2 separate regions of the Triticum aestivum genome follow, and region 2 is linked to region 1. Evidence: chromatin contacts called from public Hi-C data. All regions are on one chromosome and are shown on one strand. The core of a region is the stretch at or near the end of the contact, and the rest is flanking DNA. Distances in the headings are between cores, read along the strand shown.

Region 1 (7,833 bases), core at 1,856-4,355:
CCTTCAAGGACATAGCTTTCACTGTGTACAATAAGGCTCGACGGATCCCACGGTTTGTTTCTACGAGTGACATGTTCCAGTCACCTACTTATATGAGTAGGTCTCAGTCGGCGATGATGCATACTGCATCTCCTGGTCCTACCCTTTGGAAAGAATGTCTAGCTCCTCGGATGTCTGGACAAACTCTCTCTAGAGAAACAGAGTTTGATGCATCCATGAGGTCAGTATCATGGGACAACTCATGGCAACCTGGCCGTGCTGTAGGATTGCCTGATCCAAGCAAAATCCCAGAATTATGCGCTCAAGATGACAGGAAGTATGCCTTTGAGCCTCTTTTCATTCTGGCAGAGCCTGGGGCTGTTGATTACAATGATACAATGGAATCTTCAAGATTTGGAGTTGATGCAAGTAGCAGCAGGGTTTACAGCTCAATTTCAGGTGGCACTGATAGTGGAGCAAGCCCGCTACTTGAAGGGTCTGAGAATGACAGTGCTATGAGTCTTCATTGCTGTTATGGCTGGACTGAGGACTGGCGATGGTTAGTATGCATCTGGACAGATTCTAGAGGAGAGTTATTAGACAGCTTAATATTTCCTTTTGGTGGTATTAGTAGCCGCCAAGACACTACAGTTCTCCAAAGCCTATTCATTCAAATTCTGCAGCAGGGTTGTCAAATAATGTCGTCTTCACCAGAGGCTAGCAATATGAGATCAAGAGATGTAGTAATAACCCGTATTGGAGGTTTCCTTGAACTTGAAATCCAGGGTACTAATCAATTTGATCATTAACTCTGTATTTTTCACTTGATAGGCCATATCTATGTGTTTGTAATGTCAATGAATTGTTTATGCAGAATGGCAAAAGGCAATATACTCTTTTGGTGGCAACGAGGTAAAGAAGTGGCCTGTGCAGCTACGGCGATCTATACCTGATGGTATTCCGTCAAATTCTAATGGACCAACACTCGAGCAACAAGATATGGGCTTAATCCAGGACAGAAACATGCCTTCCTCACCAAGTACGTTATACAGCCCCCATCCAAAATCTAGCTTCACGAAAGGTCAGCCAGGCAACAAAAAGCAGATCCTAGCGGAACAAACTGGAATCGAAGGTTCAAGGGGTTCACTGCACTTAGTTCGTAGCATCAGTTTGGTTGCAGTTTCGCAAGATAGCTCACTGCATCTTGCATGCCAAGCGGATCTGCTGGCGACAAGGCCTACTTCTGGTAAGTACTGTCTGTCTGTGTATGTTACTGCATGTTATTATTATCTCCACCTACAAGTGAGTACTTTATTTAATGTGGGGATTTATAAAGTAAATGATCATCACTAAAGGATACAAATACATTCATGATTATCTGTTTTGAATCTTGATCGGGCTAAGTGTCATTACTAATGTGGGGATTTATATGATTATTTGTCAAGTAAAGGATCATGCTTTTAAGGAAATCCATCCATAGTTAAGGACAGTGTCATTACTATTTACTAATGTTCCTTTCCCGTCTCTTACAGGTGAAGGGAATCAAAGCAGCAGCACTGGGGCATCTAGTTACTTAGACGGGTTTGCCCCAGTCAAATCCATAGGGTCAATGTCTGCATCGTATCTTCTGGTTCCATCACCAAGTATGCGATATCTTTCCCCTGCAACACTACAGCTTCCAACTTGCCTTACATCGGAATCCCCACCACTTGCCCACCTATTGCACAGCAAAGGGACAGCAACTCCCTTGGCAATGGGTTATGTCGTCTCCAAAGCTGTCCCACCAGTAAGAAAGCAACCCACCAAGGAGGACAGCAGGCACTCGGTTCTCTCTGTTAGCATTGTCGATTACTACGGAGGCACTGTCCAAGACAAGATGAGCAGAGGGAGCAAGCAGGCTGCAAGGCATGAAACATCAGCCCGTGATTACGTAACTGACATGCACAATGTGCTGGAAGCGGTGGCTGCCGAGCTCCACGCCCTTTCGTGGATGACAGTGAGCCCGGTGTACATGGAAAGGCGCAGCGCGCTCCCCTTCCACTGTGATATGGTTCTGAGGTTGAGGAGACTTCTCCACTACGCCGATCGACATCTCTCTCAGCCAACAGACAAGGGAGATGTTAGCTAGCTTAGAGAGGTGATCGCTAATTCGCATGATCGAAACTATAGCTGTTTGTTTTACAAGGGCTAGATGCTGCTTAAACCTAAGTGTCTGTCTCTGTTGTATCTAGATTAGGTAGGTAGGCAGGTGAAGAGTGCGTTGATGAGCTGGCCTAGCCCGGTTTTGCTTTGATAGCAAGAGTGCTAATTTCTTGGGTTGAGGATGTGTGTAATAGCAATACCTCTCCCTGGAATGTAATCGTTGTAACATTGTAGAAGGTAACTCAGTCGTATTTGTCGTTCATCGGCTTGAGGTTTCATGTTGCTGCTGACACCTTTATTTTTCAATTTTTGCGTGTTAAGGCGTTGGAGATGCCCTAAGTAAGTGGCAGCTGCAGGAGCTACTGGAATCTCTCACTAACTCACTCTAGCTCCTCGAGTGTGAATGAAGGAGGGCAGGGAGAAATCCGTTAAGAACTTAAGATGAGAAGCTTCTCTTTTCTTTCTTTTGTCCCGGTAATACCCCTTTCCAGTGCTTCTGAAAAGCGATGCTCCAAATTGCTTCAGAAAATAACACTTTTGGAGCATCGATTTTGTTTGTTTTGCCATGTTTTCCGTGAATGTCATCGAAACTTTACAGGCTATGAAAACATTTGTCAATTTTGTTATATAAACAACCTATTCAGAATTTTTGAATCTGTTATTTATTTATTGATTTATTGATTTTACTGTTCACTAGAGTTCACATGAGCTCGAGCTTAGCTCAACCGCATCTTGTCCTTAAGGGCTAATTAACCTAGAATTGGAGCTGAGAAACACATAAGATCTTCTTTTTTACTGCCTGGCCGTGTAAGTAAAATTTCCTTGGCAGCAATTGCAAGCTGTTGGTACATACATACATACGCATGTTGCAGCTTTCTTATAAACCAAGCACATAGTATTTCACATGCCTTCTTGGCTGGTCAGGTCAGGTACAACTGTATGCATGCAAGCCTTACCAGATAGGCAGTGGGTGGTCCTTGGTTTGTCACTAGCACACACTGGTTGGATGCATCCTTGGTTTGTTGTACTGCAGCCAAGTGAAGTTTGTTGAGGGACCATCTTGTCGGTGTGAGTGTGAAAGTCCTTTTTCTACTCCCGAGCTCAAAATGAGTTTAGATGACCAGTAAAATTGAATAATTTTTGTGTGTGGCAAACTTTGACAAATATTTTGTATGATGGAATTTTTTTATCAAGAAATGCATTCGTGGAAGTCATGGTAAAAAGACAAGATCAACACACCAAAATGCTTTCAAAAATAGCATTTTTGTTCTTTTTTTGTAATGACTTACATGAATGTCCTTTCATGATAAACTTTTACAAGCACACAAAACATTTGTCAAAGTTTACGACAAAAAAAACCATGGATTTTTTCAATTTTTTTTTTTTTGAAATTTACAGTTTGGCTAGATCCAGCCTTTCTCTTTGTCCTCTTGGAGCTGGGTCGGCCAATGGAAACAGGCACTTGACAAGTCCACGGTGTAAGTGACACTGCACTGCAATGGTTATACATAGATTATCACACCTGATCTGCTGCTGGCGCTGGAGTACAAATGGAGGAATGTACTTGATGCACACCTGCATGTGGCTGTCATGGAGATCTGCACTTCACACATGCGTGTGGTTTGGGCGATTATTTATTTATTTATGCAATTACTCTTAGTAGATTGAAGATTGTTTAGTGCTGGCTAGTGTGTTCTGTAAAAGTTTAGTGTTGTGTGCGGTGTTTTTTTGTCTAATTTTAAAAATTGGTGGTAAACTGTTGATGACACCGCAATTGTGGTGGTTTTATGCTTTTTATACTCATCTGAATCTGGCCGTAGAAGCTGCCAGTAGAGCAGGATGACACAAGAATAGAATACTAGTCGAGATGATCAAAGCAGTAGCAGAGCATTCATTCATTTCATGATACAATTTAATTTAAAAACTTCAAGAATAGAATAGTCGAGATGATATCTGGGGAATGGGGAGGTTGGCAGACACAGATTACAGAGCAAATCCATCATCATCAAACTTCAAGCAAATGCAATTAAAAAAAAAAACCTATAGAGGCTATGGTTCAGAGACTCAGTGTTTGGCCCGACGGCCTTAAAAAAATTATGAAAGGCGCTCTGGAGAAATCTCTAGCTGCTGCTGCTGCTGCTGCTTCTTCTTCCCCGAGCCACGGCTGGGCACTATCGATATCTCTTCCCCAAGTCTTGGGTACATTACATTACCGTAGGAAAGAAGAAATGCGCACGGATGTATGTAGATGTAGATGGAATTGTACGCACACATCGATCCCTAAGAAAAGAAGAACCCCACCGACATGTGCAAGCCTAGATAGAAATTGAAGCATCTTTTTATTTTTATTTTTGCCTTTGTATGCAAGTAAAATTTCCTTGCCAGCAATTGCAAGGTGGCGATGCAATTCCTTCCTTCCTTGTAACCAAGTAGTGTGCTGTACACCAACACAGGACTCCCTTCCCTCCGTGTCAAGATACAAGACGGTAAGTATTTCACACGTCGTTTTTTGGCTCGTCACGTCAGGTAAGACAAGACAGACCGTGGGTAGTAAGTACATAGGATAGGATGCATCTATCTATCTATCCTACAGTAGATTGGACTGCACGGCAGCCAAGTGAAGCTTGTTGCTCGACTGTGCCATGTGACCATGCATGAGCACAGCTGAGTGCAGTGTAGATGCAGCTCTTGTCTTGTTTGGAGCTGGGCCAGCCAATGCAAACATGCACTCCACAACGAAAGTCCTTGACGGTGTCAAAGTGTCACAGGTGCTGCTAGGCTAGCTAATGGTGTTTGCAGAAGAAAGAAAACAGCTCCAGCTGATGGATCGATCGGATGGACCATCACTGAGCCAGCAAATGACACATTCCGACCTTTCAGTCTCTCTGTCTACGGAGTACTCCTACTGGAGTACTAGATTGAAGATTGTTTTGTCAAGTGCTTTATTAATAATTATACTACTCCCTCCCTCCCTCCGTCTGGAAATACTTGTCAGAGAAATGGATGAATCTAAATGTTTTTTAGTTATACATACATCCAATTTTATCCAAGTATTTTGGGACGAAGCATTAAGCTAGCTGGCCCTACGGTTACAAATATTGGTCTAAATCTGGCTGTAGTTGGATCAGACAAGAATAGAATACTCGATCGAATTGCCCTACTGCATGCTAGCACACGTGACCTGGCGCATTCATTCATTTCATGATACACTACGTACTACTCCCTCTGTTTCTAAATATAAGTGTTTGTATAGAGATTTCAATATGGACAACATACGGATGTATCTAAATGCATTTTAGAGTATAGATTCACTTATTTTACTCCGTATGTGGTCCATAATGAAATCTCTCCAAAGACTTATATTTAGGAACGGAGGAAGTACTCCCTCCGTTCCGATTTACTCGTGGTGGTTTTAGTTCAAAGAAATTGGCAAACACAGATTACAGCGCATGCAAACCCAGCAGCATCAATTCGATTGTAATCACGTACGTACAGTTGTACTACAAATGTACAGTGATAATGAGGTGAAAGCGATGCAGATGGATGAAAAAGTTGCATCAATGTTGGTGACCTGTCCTTGGGAAGCAAATGCACATGCATGCCCGTTGTTAGTATACGTATATATAAAGTTGTACTACGAAATTAACGAAAATTAATATGGATTTGGAAGGAGCAGTATATGATTCATCGAGTAGGGCATTTCGGTGCCCAGGCTCATCTGCACCCGGTTAGAAAAAAATTCGTAGCAAATTGAAAACAAATTCAAAAAATTCCATTTTTTTTGTGCGGTAGAAAATTTTATGCGTGATGCCTGCTTCAAATTTCAAGTCATTTGGACATCTGAGCTGAGGAGCTCTCAGCAAAAAACATCGTATTGCACCCTCGTTTTGTTAGATGAGAAGCTTCTCTTCTTTTGTTTGATTCTTTCGCCTTTGCCCACCCTCGTTTGAACTTTTTTGGAGGTTAACCTATTGGTGTTGTTGCTTGTTTGCTGATGGTGCTTAAAGTGAGCAGCTCCAGCTGATGGACCATCATTGCGCTAAATGACACACTTTGACCTTTCACTCTTGCTGTCTGTCTTAGGATCCCTTTAATCCTTTCGCTGCCATGGTTACTTTTAAAATGAGAAGTAATCTATTGGTACCGGAGTACCAGTACAGATGGAATGTACTGCACACATGTGGCTATCATGGAGATCTGCACCGCACACATGCGTGTGGGTGATTAGTTACTCCCTAGTACTAGATTGAAAATTGTTTTAGATGCTTAAGCTGGTCCTAGAGTTGCAATGTCTGTCTGGTCTGAATCTGGCTGGATCTGCCAGTAGAATAGGATCAGACAAGAATAGAATACTCGATCGAATCGGTACTTGTCCATCCAGCGCACGCGTCTCGTTCATTTCATGATGATATCCGGGGAGATTGGCAAACACAGATTACAGAGTAAAAGCCATCATCATAAATTCGATTAATGTAGAGTAGTACTAACTGGTACAGTACTACTGATACTGAGGAGAAAGCGACGCAGGTGGAGTAGTAACATGAGTAAATCAGTGTGGTCCTTGAGAAGCAAATGCATATGCATCCCATCACCGGGAGAAGGACATCTTCAACGCGGACCCGCAATCATCCGGACCGCGCGCCCAGACATGTTTTGTCATCTAACACGGTTATGTATGTGTCCGTGGGCCGGTCCGGATGTCTTTTTTCTCGCAAACCGGAAGCAAACCGGGGGGCTTTGCCGGAGTCCGGACCGCTGCCTCGTAAGCGACCGACAAACTTGACCCGCCCAAAACCCCTCTCCCTCGCCCGCGCACTTTCACACCAGAGCGCCAGCTCCGCATTCATATCGGCCCAGAGCGGACGCGGTCGCTAACTGGAGCAGGCATTGAAGCGGCTTGCCGACCGAGAGCGCAACACGTTGCGCACGCCTTCTCGCCGCATTGAAACGACACCCGTCTGTTAAACCAGCACGTGTGTCAAGGAACCTACTCTGGTGCCTCAAGCGCCACACGTCCGTCCCTGTACCGGCCGGCATTAAACACCTCTCCGACTGGCGCCTCACATCTGCCCGCTACATAAATGTGGCTAGGCGCCGGGCGTGAACCACACCTCACCTCAGCTCTCCATCTCCTCCTTGTACCACACCTGCCATGGCCTCCGGCTCCAAAATCTTGTGGGACGGCCTCTCCAGCGAGCAGAAGAAGGAGCTCTTCGGCTTGCAGCGCCTGGGTTGCCCGACGAGCTAGCCAGATACAAGCTGTCTTTCCGATAAACTCTTCGTAGTCGGCGCCACTGCCCTCACCCGTCCAGGCTGGTGAATGCCGTCTTCGGCAAACACAACGCGAACGATGGTGGCAATGTTGAGGAACGTAGCATGCAATTTGAAAAAAATTCCTACGATCACGCACGATCTATCTAGGAGATGCATAGCAACGAGAGGGGGAGAGTGTGTCCACGTACCCTCGTAGACCGAAAGCGGAAGCGTTAGTTTAACGCGGTTGATGTAGTCGAACGTCTTCACGATCCAACCGATCAAGCACCGAACGTACGACACCTCCGAGTTCAGCACACGTTCAGCTCGATGACGTCCCTCGAACTCTTGATCCAGCAGAGAGTCGAGGGAGAGTTTCGTCAGCACGACGGCGTGGTGACGGTGATGGTGATGTGATCCGCGCAGAGCTTCCCTAAGCACTACGACGCTATGACCAGA
Region 2 (7,833 bases), core at 2,289-4,788, 62 kb after region 1:
TAGTGGACATCTTCATGCGTATTGGTATTGCAATACGTTACGTACTTGTATTATCTGACCAAAAATAGTACTATGGTACTCCTTGTGTCAGGTGATACCAACCCATAAATACTCCTATGGTACCAACTTAAAAAATCCAAATTTAGACGTTCCAAAAGATTCTAAAAAAATCATGGATGTTCACGATATACACAGAGAAACAAAAATGGCAAATCTTTCATGAATAGTGTCAAAAGAAGACAAAAGCAAAGATGACACTATTCACGTCTGAATTTGTCATTTTTGTTTCTCCATGCGTATTTCGAATTTTGATCTGAATTTTTTAGGGGCTGTAGACATATATGTTGTAAACATCCATGGTTTTTTTCGTAATTTTTAAGATGTTTAAATTTGAAAATTTTAACTTGATATCATAGGAACATGTGAAGGATGGTATCACTAGATATTTTCCCATGAGGAGTAGTACTTGTGGCTGGCTTGTATGAAAACCTCAAAAACGAGCGAGTACACTGCTAATGAGGAACACACTACGTAGTGAACAAGGCACTCAAATTCTACTGGTTCCAAACAGAATTACTACGAGGCATCTGCGACGTCGTTCCGTACATCGGACACACTATCCATCCGCAGGCGGCGTTTGGGCGCATCCACGAACACTATTTTTCATAAGAGCCAAACAAAATTGAAGTAGACACGACATTTTTCTTTATAAACATTTGGATTTTCATTTGTCTATACTTATCCAGAGTGGGCGGCCGTCTCCTACGCCCTACTTTATCCGCCTCCTGGTCGTTAGTGGTTGTTGTCCGCCGCCTCTGCGTGGCCGTTGACGTCGTCGGTGGAGGTGCGGTTTGCAAGAGCGCCAACGAGACGACATCACACCTGTTCTACAAATGTAGACTCAAGTTGCGTGTTTGGAGATTTGTCGAAGACTGGCTTAGCTTGGTGGATTGATGGGCGTCAAAGCGCTCCCGTCAGCGTTGGTGGCTCAACATGGCGAGACCCAACATTGATCACCGACTGACCATGGCGTCCCAATCTGGGTGAGGGTGACGCGGCTAGGCTTAATCTGGGTGACGGCGTGCGCCAGACACTCGAGCAACACCATACCTCGAGAGTAATTGGTTTATGTAATAACCGTCAGATGTCCTATGAATTAAGCTCTGTACTGCTCCTATGTAATAACCGTCAGTAGTACTTCTCCTTAATCAACAAACGAGGCAAATCTCTTACCTCGGTTTTCAAAAGAAAAAAAAAAGTAGACTTGGCAGCCGTTGGAATCTCTCGCTCTTGTACACTTTGAGTGTGAAGGAAGGAAAGAAGGGGAGAAGTTAACTTAGAAGCTTCTTTTCTTTTGTGTGACCCTTTCTCCCTTTTGCCGCCCACGTTTGAACTGAATTCTTTTCCCTCACACATAGACATACAAGATCAAAAGCAAAGGGGAAAAGAAAAAGTCCTATGCAAAAGAAGAGATGGAAACTCTTCCTCCTACTCAGGCCAACTCCACCGCACGACCCCATCCTGTCCGGTCCCGTCCGTTTGGGGTAAAAGGGACAAACGAGGCGGCCCAGCGCGCGACGGCCCGGACCCATCTTGTCCGTTTTCTGTCCGGGCCGACCCATTTCGAGCGCAAACTTGCCTCGTCCGCGTCGTTTTGGGGTAAAACGGACGCGCGCCTCGTCCGCGTCGGGGCCGCGTGGCAGGCGGCCACCTACCTCCCACCCGCCCACATCAATGCGCACGAGCGGGCGGCCCCACCTGTCATCCGCACATCGAAAGGTCGCCGTCCTTCTTTAAGTGGGAACCGTGGACCGCTCGTCCTCCACACTGCCCCACGCCACCCCGCGGCCTCCTCGAAACCCGACAGCCCCAATCCCAAACCCTAGCCAAGAACTCGCCGGCCGGCCGCCCGCAGCCATGGGGCTATGGAACTACGGCCGCAAAGGCAAGCACGACCGCGAGGCTGGCTCCTCGTCGGGACGCTGCCGCGGCTCGGTGAAGAAGGAGGAGCCCGCGTCGTCATCGCCACCACGCCGGGCCCCACGCCGCCCGCGTTCTCCATCGCGCCCACGTCCGCCAGCAAGCGCGACCGGCATTACATCCGCGCGTCGGTGTGCCGCCGTTATTGGGAGACGAGGACGCCGCTCCCCTGGAGCGACGTCCACCTCCCCAATAACTGGCATCTCTCCGCCGACCGGGTCCCGATCCCGCCAGTCCCGACGAGCGGCCGTGCGCGCGACGAGGAGATTGAGCGCCGCCGCCGCCTCCTCCCCGACGACCTCTTCTACGAAGCTAGGTACGCCCCCGACTCCGGGCTCTGGGACACCTGGTTTCGTGACGAGCACGACACCAGGCGCGCGTCGTTCTTCGTCGGGATGTCGACGGGGCCGCGGCGGCCACGTCGGGAGCGCGCAGCGCCTTCTCCCCAGAAGCGCGGGCGTAGGCGGGTGCGCGGCGTCACACCCACGCCGTCGCCTTCGCCATCTCCATCGCCACCACCACCTCCTCGCATGACGGAGGAGGAGGAGGCCCGTCTCGTTGCGCGCGTCATGGAGGACTCCATGCGCACGCACGATGAGCGCCAGTGGGAGGGCCTTGAGGAGATGCTGGCCCGCTCCGCCGCCGGCGAGGTCGCCATCCCCGAGCTGGAGATGGTGCCGAAGGAGGAGGTGGTGGAGGAGCCGCCGGTGGCCGCGTTCCACCCGGCCCTGGTGGGCCAGGGGTGGGGCTGGTCGTGCACGGCCCGGAGATGGCCGACGCCGTGGGCGTGAACTGGTGCCCCACGCCGCCGCGGTCACCGGAGCGGGAGGTGTCGCCACGGGAGGAGGTGGTGCAGGCACCTCCCGCCGGCCAGCCCGCCCCCGTCTACCACGCACCGCCGGCCCACCTCAGCGACGACGACACCGGCGGCCAGTGAAGACGGCGACAGCCACGGCATCGACGGGCGCGGCAGGAGCGCGCGGGAGGCGTTTTTTAATTTTGTTTTTATGTTAATTATTAAACTGGGCCGTTTAAGTGTATTGAGAAACTAAGCCGTTTTGTGGCCGTTACCCCTATATATGTTTTATGTTTTTTTAAATGCGTTCATGTACTTTTTTTAGTCATTTCATTCTAGTTTTTATATATTTTTTTATTCACGTCCATACCGGACATGTTTTGGGTGCGACCGCGCGTTGGGCGCACCCACAACCCATCAGACAAACGCGGACATGGGCGAACCCATTGCCGCCCCAAAGGGACAAAAACCGCCAAACCGGACGTCCGTTTGCGGTCAGTTGCAACAAACCAGTTTTCTAATAATTAATCAGGAGTGGAGTGGAGTAATTTTCTTCATTGTTTTGTTGGGTAGTGGTAGTGGTATTGGTGTTGTTTCTTGTTTGGGAGGGAGTGAGCGAAGCGGAGTGGTCACCAGTCTCCTCTCTCTACTGTTGCTGTCGCCAGACGGCCAGAGTCGCGTCGCCTGTCCGTCTGTCCTCCGTCGTCGTCTTCCTCGGTCCTCGTGACGACACTGCTCCACTCTACAAACCGCTCTACGCCACTCCACTCCCCACTCCTCCGCTACCCGCCTCCCGAGGCTCCGTCCGTCTCCATTTCTGCCAGCTGGGCCATCACACACTCACATGCTCACCCTCACTCTCTCCCCTCCCACTCCACTCCTGCTCTTGCTCTGCTCTCCTGCAGCTCAGCTCGGCTCAGCTCAGCTAGCTCGACGCCTTTCTCTTCCGCAGAGAGGAGCAGCACTCCATTAAAGAGAGCGAGCAGAGCACCACCGAGGAAAGAGGAAAATCCTCTCTTTAAACAAAGCGAAAAGGGAGCCCCAAAGCCGAAAGCCAAAGCGGCAATGGCGTCCTAGATTCCAGACCAGAGCAACTTGAGCGAAGCAAATCAAAGCCAAGCAGAGCAGAGAGATTTCCCACTCCCACTCATCTCCACTCTCTCTCCCCCTCTCTATCTTATTGGCGATGGAGGCGACGTCGTCGGACCAGTACCGCTCGAGCTCCTCCTCGGCGGGCAGCCCCTCCGCCCCGGCCGGCGGCGCGGGGCGGCGCTACTACTTCCCGAGGCCGGGCCGGCCCGTCTCCTTCGAGGACTCGCCGGACTGGGGGGACGACATCACCGTCGACGCCGCCGGGGCCGCCCACGACTCCTCCTCCTCCTCCATCCACCTCGCCTCCGCCTCCGCCGCCAGCAGCGCCTACCCGTCCCCGTCCCCCTCTCTCCCCGGGCCCTCCGCCTCCGGCTCCGGATTCCGGGAGCGCAAGGTGGCCGGCGCCGCGCTCGTCTGGAAGGAGCTCAGCGTCTCCGTCCGGGACGGCCGCCGCCCCGGACGCGTCGTCAGGGGCTCCAGCGGCTACGCGCTGCCCGGCACCCTCACCGTCGTCATGGGCCCCGCCCGCTCCGGCAAATCCACCCTCCTCCGAGCCATATCAGGTTATTACAGATTCTTTGCCTCGCCGTCGCTGCCATTGACTCAACTTGAGCTCCACCCTGCTGCCATTGACTGACTGACTGAATTTGAGCTCACTAACCGCTCTGCTCTCAGGGAGGCTGCGCGGCGCCGAGCGGATGTACGGCGAGGTCTTCGTCAATGGCGTCAAGTCACCCTTGCCATATGGATCATATGTAAGCTCTTTCTTCCATTTGATGTACAATTTGATGTTTCAAGTCTGGACTCTGGAACTATTTGCCCATCTGAAAAAAGAAAACGGACACTCCTACTGAAAAGGAGAGTGTGTGTCCTATGTTAAATCAAACACCTTCAGACTACTGTGAACTAATGCCACTTATCATACCGGCCAAATCTCACTGCTTGATGGCCATTTAGAGATGCCACTTATCACATTCACCACTACTCCACATGCTCAAAGCATCATGTTTCAAGTTTAGTGTCGTCGGGTGCAAGTGATCGATTTGATCGTGTCACACCAAACAACCGAATTACCTATCACCATATGGATCATATGTAAGCTCTTTCTTCCTCACACAGACCACTACTAGTCTAGTTACTACTCTGCTGCCTCCCAATTCTGGTGCTTCAAGTCTGAACCTACTTAATTTGCCCATGCACACCTGAAAAAAAAATGCACATGTCTGATGAAAAGCGTGTGTGTGTTCTCTTAAATCAAAAATCTTCAGACTACTGTGAACTAATAGTGCCCATCATATTGGCACTAAGATCTCATTGATTGATGGACATTAGTGGCATAACACACCACATTTACAAGTACTCTGTATGCTCAAAGGATGACGTTTCAAGTTCGTGTCACCTATCAGGGATCGATTTGATCGTTCCCCACCAAATTTAACTGAATTATCTATGACCAACCACTTCCATCTATGCCGCTTCATTTGTCCACTGTTCCATCAGTTCATACGTTTACATTGCTAAAAATAAGATGTTGATTTTGCTGCTGATGATGCTAGCACTGCATACCATGGATTGTTTATGTCCTGTTCCTTGGAGTGCTTGTAGGGGTATGTTGACCGGGACGATGTGCTAATCGAATCTCTCACAGTACGGGAGATGCTGTACTATTCGGCGCTCTTGCAGCTCCCCGGCGTCTTCTCATCAAAGAAGTCATTTGTGGAAGATGCTATCGCGGCCATGTCGTTAGGTGACTATGCTGACAAACTCATTGGTGGACACTGCTTCACGAAGAGGCTTCCGACTGGCGAGAGGAGGCGGGTCAGCATTGCAAGAGAGCTTGTGATGAGGCCACATGTTTTGTTCATCGATGAGCCTTTGTATCACCTTGACAGGTTATTCCTTTTCTCCATAACTATTATTTAACTCTTCGGATTCTTACTAAAAAAACAGTACCTGTTGAGTATGCGTGTGGTTGTCCTGCAATCAGAGAGAAACGTCGGTTTAAGCTGCTGTGGTTCATGTAGGATGGGTCTTGCTTTATGGCTTGTATCTTTGCAAATTGTAGTACAGGTACAGAGTAAATTGCACCACGTAACTAACTTCTCTTTTTGTTTCTTTTGATACAGTGTTTCTGCACTACTCTTGATGGTAACACTGAAGAAACTTGCCAGCACTGGGTGCACAGTCATCTTCACAATGTATCAAAGCAGCACGGAGGTTTTTGGACTTTTTGATCGGATTTGCTTGCTTTCAAATGGGAATACCCTCTTCTTTGGGGAAACATTGGCTTGCCTGCAGGTGAATGAGTGTTCCTCTATAGTATTAATTCTTAACTCTGCTCAAGAACATTTTACATGCATTACCAATTTAAATCTACCACGAGTGAAACGATGGTATCCAGTTATGCGGACAGAGTTAACTTCATTTTGTTAGACGAGATACAGGGGTCGTCTTTAGCTACTCTAAGATCGCATCAGTTGTTAATCAAGTGGGATGCTATTTGCTTCATCCACTGAATCACCCGTTGTCTATGCCCAAGTTGCATTGTTAGGAATAAATAAGTCTGCGCAAAGTAGTATCCACACGTATATTTCTTCTAAAAAACTTTATATTCATGTTAATAGTTTCTCTTTTCTTGTATGATCCTGCTGCAGCGTTATTCCCGTTGTAGATGGCCCTGTTTTCCATATCTCACCCTATGGCTTTCTGTACTCCTCTTACTTGGCCTTGTTCTGTTGTAGCACTTCTCAAATGCTGGGTTTCCATGTCCAATCATGCAAAGTCCATCTGACCACTTCTTGAGGGCAATCAATACCGACTTTGACAGAATCATAGCCATGTGCAAGAATCTGCAGGTATCTTTTGGTTTTATTCTGACATCAATTTTTATTTTTATCTTCAGTCCGAACTTTTTGGAAAATGTACTTTTTTTGTGAGAGATAAAAAAACTTCTATAGTTATTAACAGGATGATCAAGGGGATTTCTCATCTGTGAGCATGGACACTGCTGTGGCGATCCGGACACTAGAAGCAACGTACAAATCATCGGCTGAAGCTGCCTCTGTTGAATCGATGATTGCAAAATTGATTGAGAAGGTACTACCGCTCTACACCCTGGAACAACTAACAAGTCATCCAGGCCACCTTTAACAAAAACATAATTGATACAAATATTCTTGTCACTGATCATAGAGTAGGAATTCTACAATCAACCATGTTAGATTGAGAAATAGGACACTGCAATATCCATGATAGTGAATAAACTATTGTCTACATGGTGTGATGCAGGAAGGTCCTTACTTGAAAAGTAAAGGCAGAGCCAGGGATGCAGCGAGAATTGGAATTCTCACTTGGAGATCATTGCTAATTATGTCAAGAGACTGGAAGTACTTCTGGAGCAGGCTTGTCTTGTATATGCTTCTTGCTCTCTCAATCGGCACCATATTTATCGACATCGGTCATTCACTGTCATCTGTAGTGGTTAGTGTCACTACAATATTATATTTCAATTTACTGGATACTTTTATTTATCGAGTAAATTAAATGTACTTATGATTTGATGATCCTCAAAGTTCACTTTGTTTTGACAGGTTAGGATTTCTGCAATGTTTGTTTTTGTTTCATTTCTCATCCTTCTGAGTGTTTGTGGAGTACCTGCTCATATTGACGAAATCAAGGTTGGCTTTTCTTTTAGTCTTTAAAGTGGACCCATCACATTATTTGTAGAATATGTGATTTATTCCTGAATGATATCTTCTTATTCACTACAGAATCTGTAGGTGCAAAAACAATAAACACCAAAATCATATCAACACATCAGGTACTGTGTATAACATAATAACGTACTGTTCCCACCTGTGCAGATATATTCCCATGAGGATTCAAATCGGCATTCTGGGACATTGGTTTTCCTACTAGGCCACTTCCTAGCCAGTATCCCCTTCCTATTTCTGGTGTCCATTTCC

The links. Hi-C and Micro-C count contacts between places; a contact is called where the count stands out from the background.
Region 2: a Hi-C map of leaf shows a contact between it and region 1, with 3 times the contacts expected there. The contact joins the promoter of LOC123123909 here to the enhancer-like site in region 1. A contact is called at or near these places in 3 of 5 Hi-C or Micro-C datasets (leaf and an unstated tissue).

The regions. Positions count from the first base shown.
Region 1 is chr5D:561,067,781-561,075,613 of IWGSC CS RefSeq v2.1, forward strand. It overlaps LOC123123908 (mediator of RNA polymerase II transcription subunit 13), which reads left to right. Exons shown (of 23, transcript XM_044544560.1): 21 at 1-765; 22 at 854-1,225; 23 at 1,512-2,427. The coding sequence ends at 2,107. Among protein-coding and RNA genes, the nearest start is that of LOC123123908, 19 kb to the left of the region's middle. Within about 2 kb of position 3,106, at least 1 of the 8 cell types and tissues checked has an H3K27ac peak or open chromatin away from gene starts, as enhancers often do.
Region 2 is chr5D:561,129,592-561,137,424 of IWGSC CS RefSeq v2.1, forward strand. It overlaps LOC123123909 (ABC transporter G family member 3), which reads left to right and starts at 3,539. Exons shown (of 11, transcript XM_044544565.1): 1 at 3,539-4,431; 2 at 4,544-4,623; 3 at 5,474-5,760; 4 at 5,995-6,166; 5 at 6,610-6,723; 6 at 6,836-6,964; 7 at 7,157-7,348; 8 at 7,459-7,545; 9 at 7,732-7,833. The coding sequence starts at 3,963.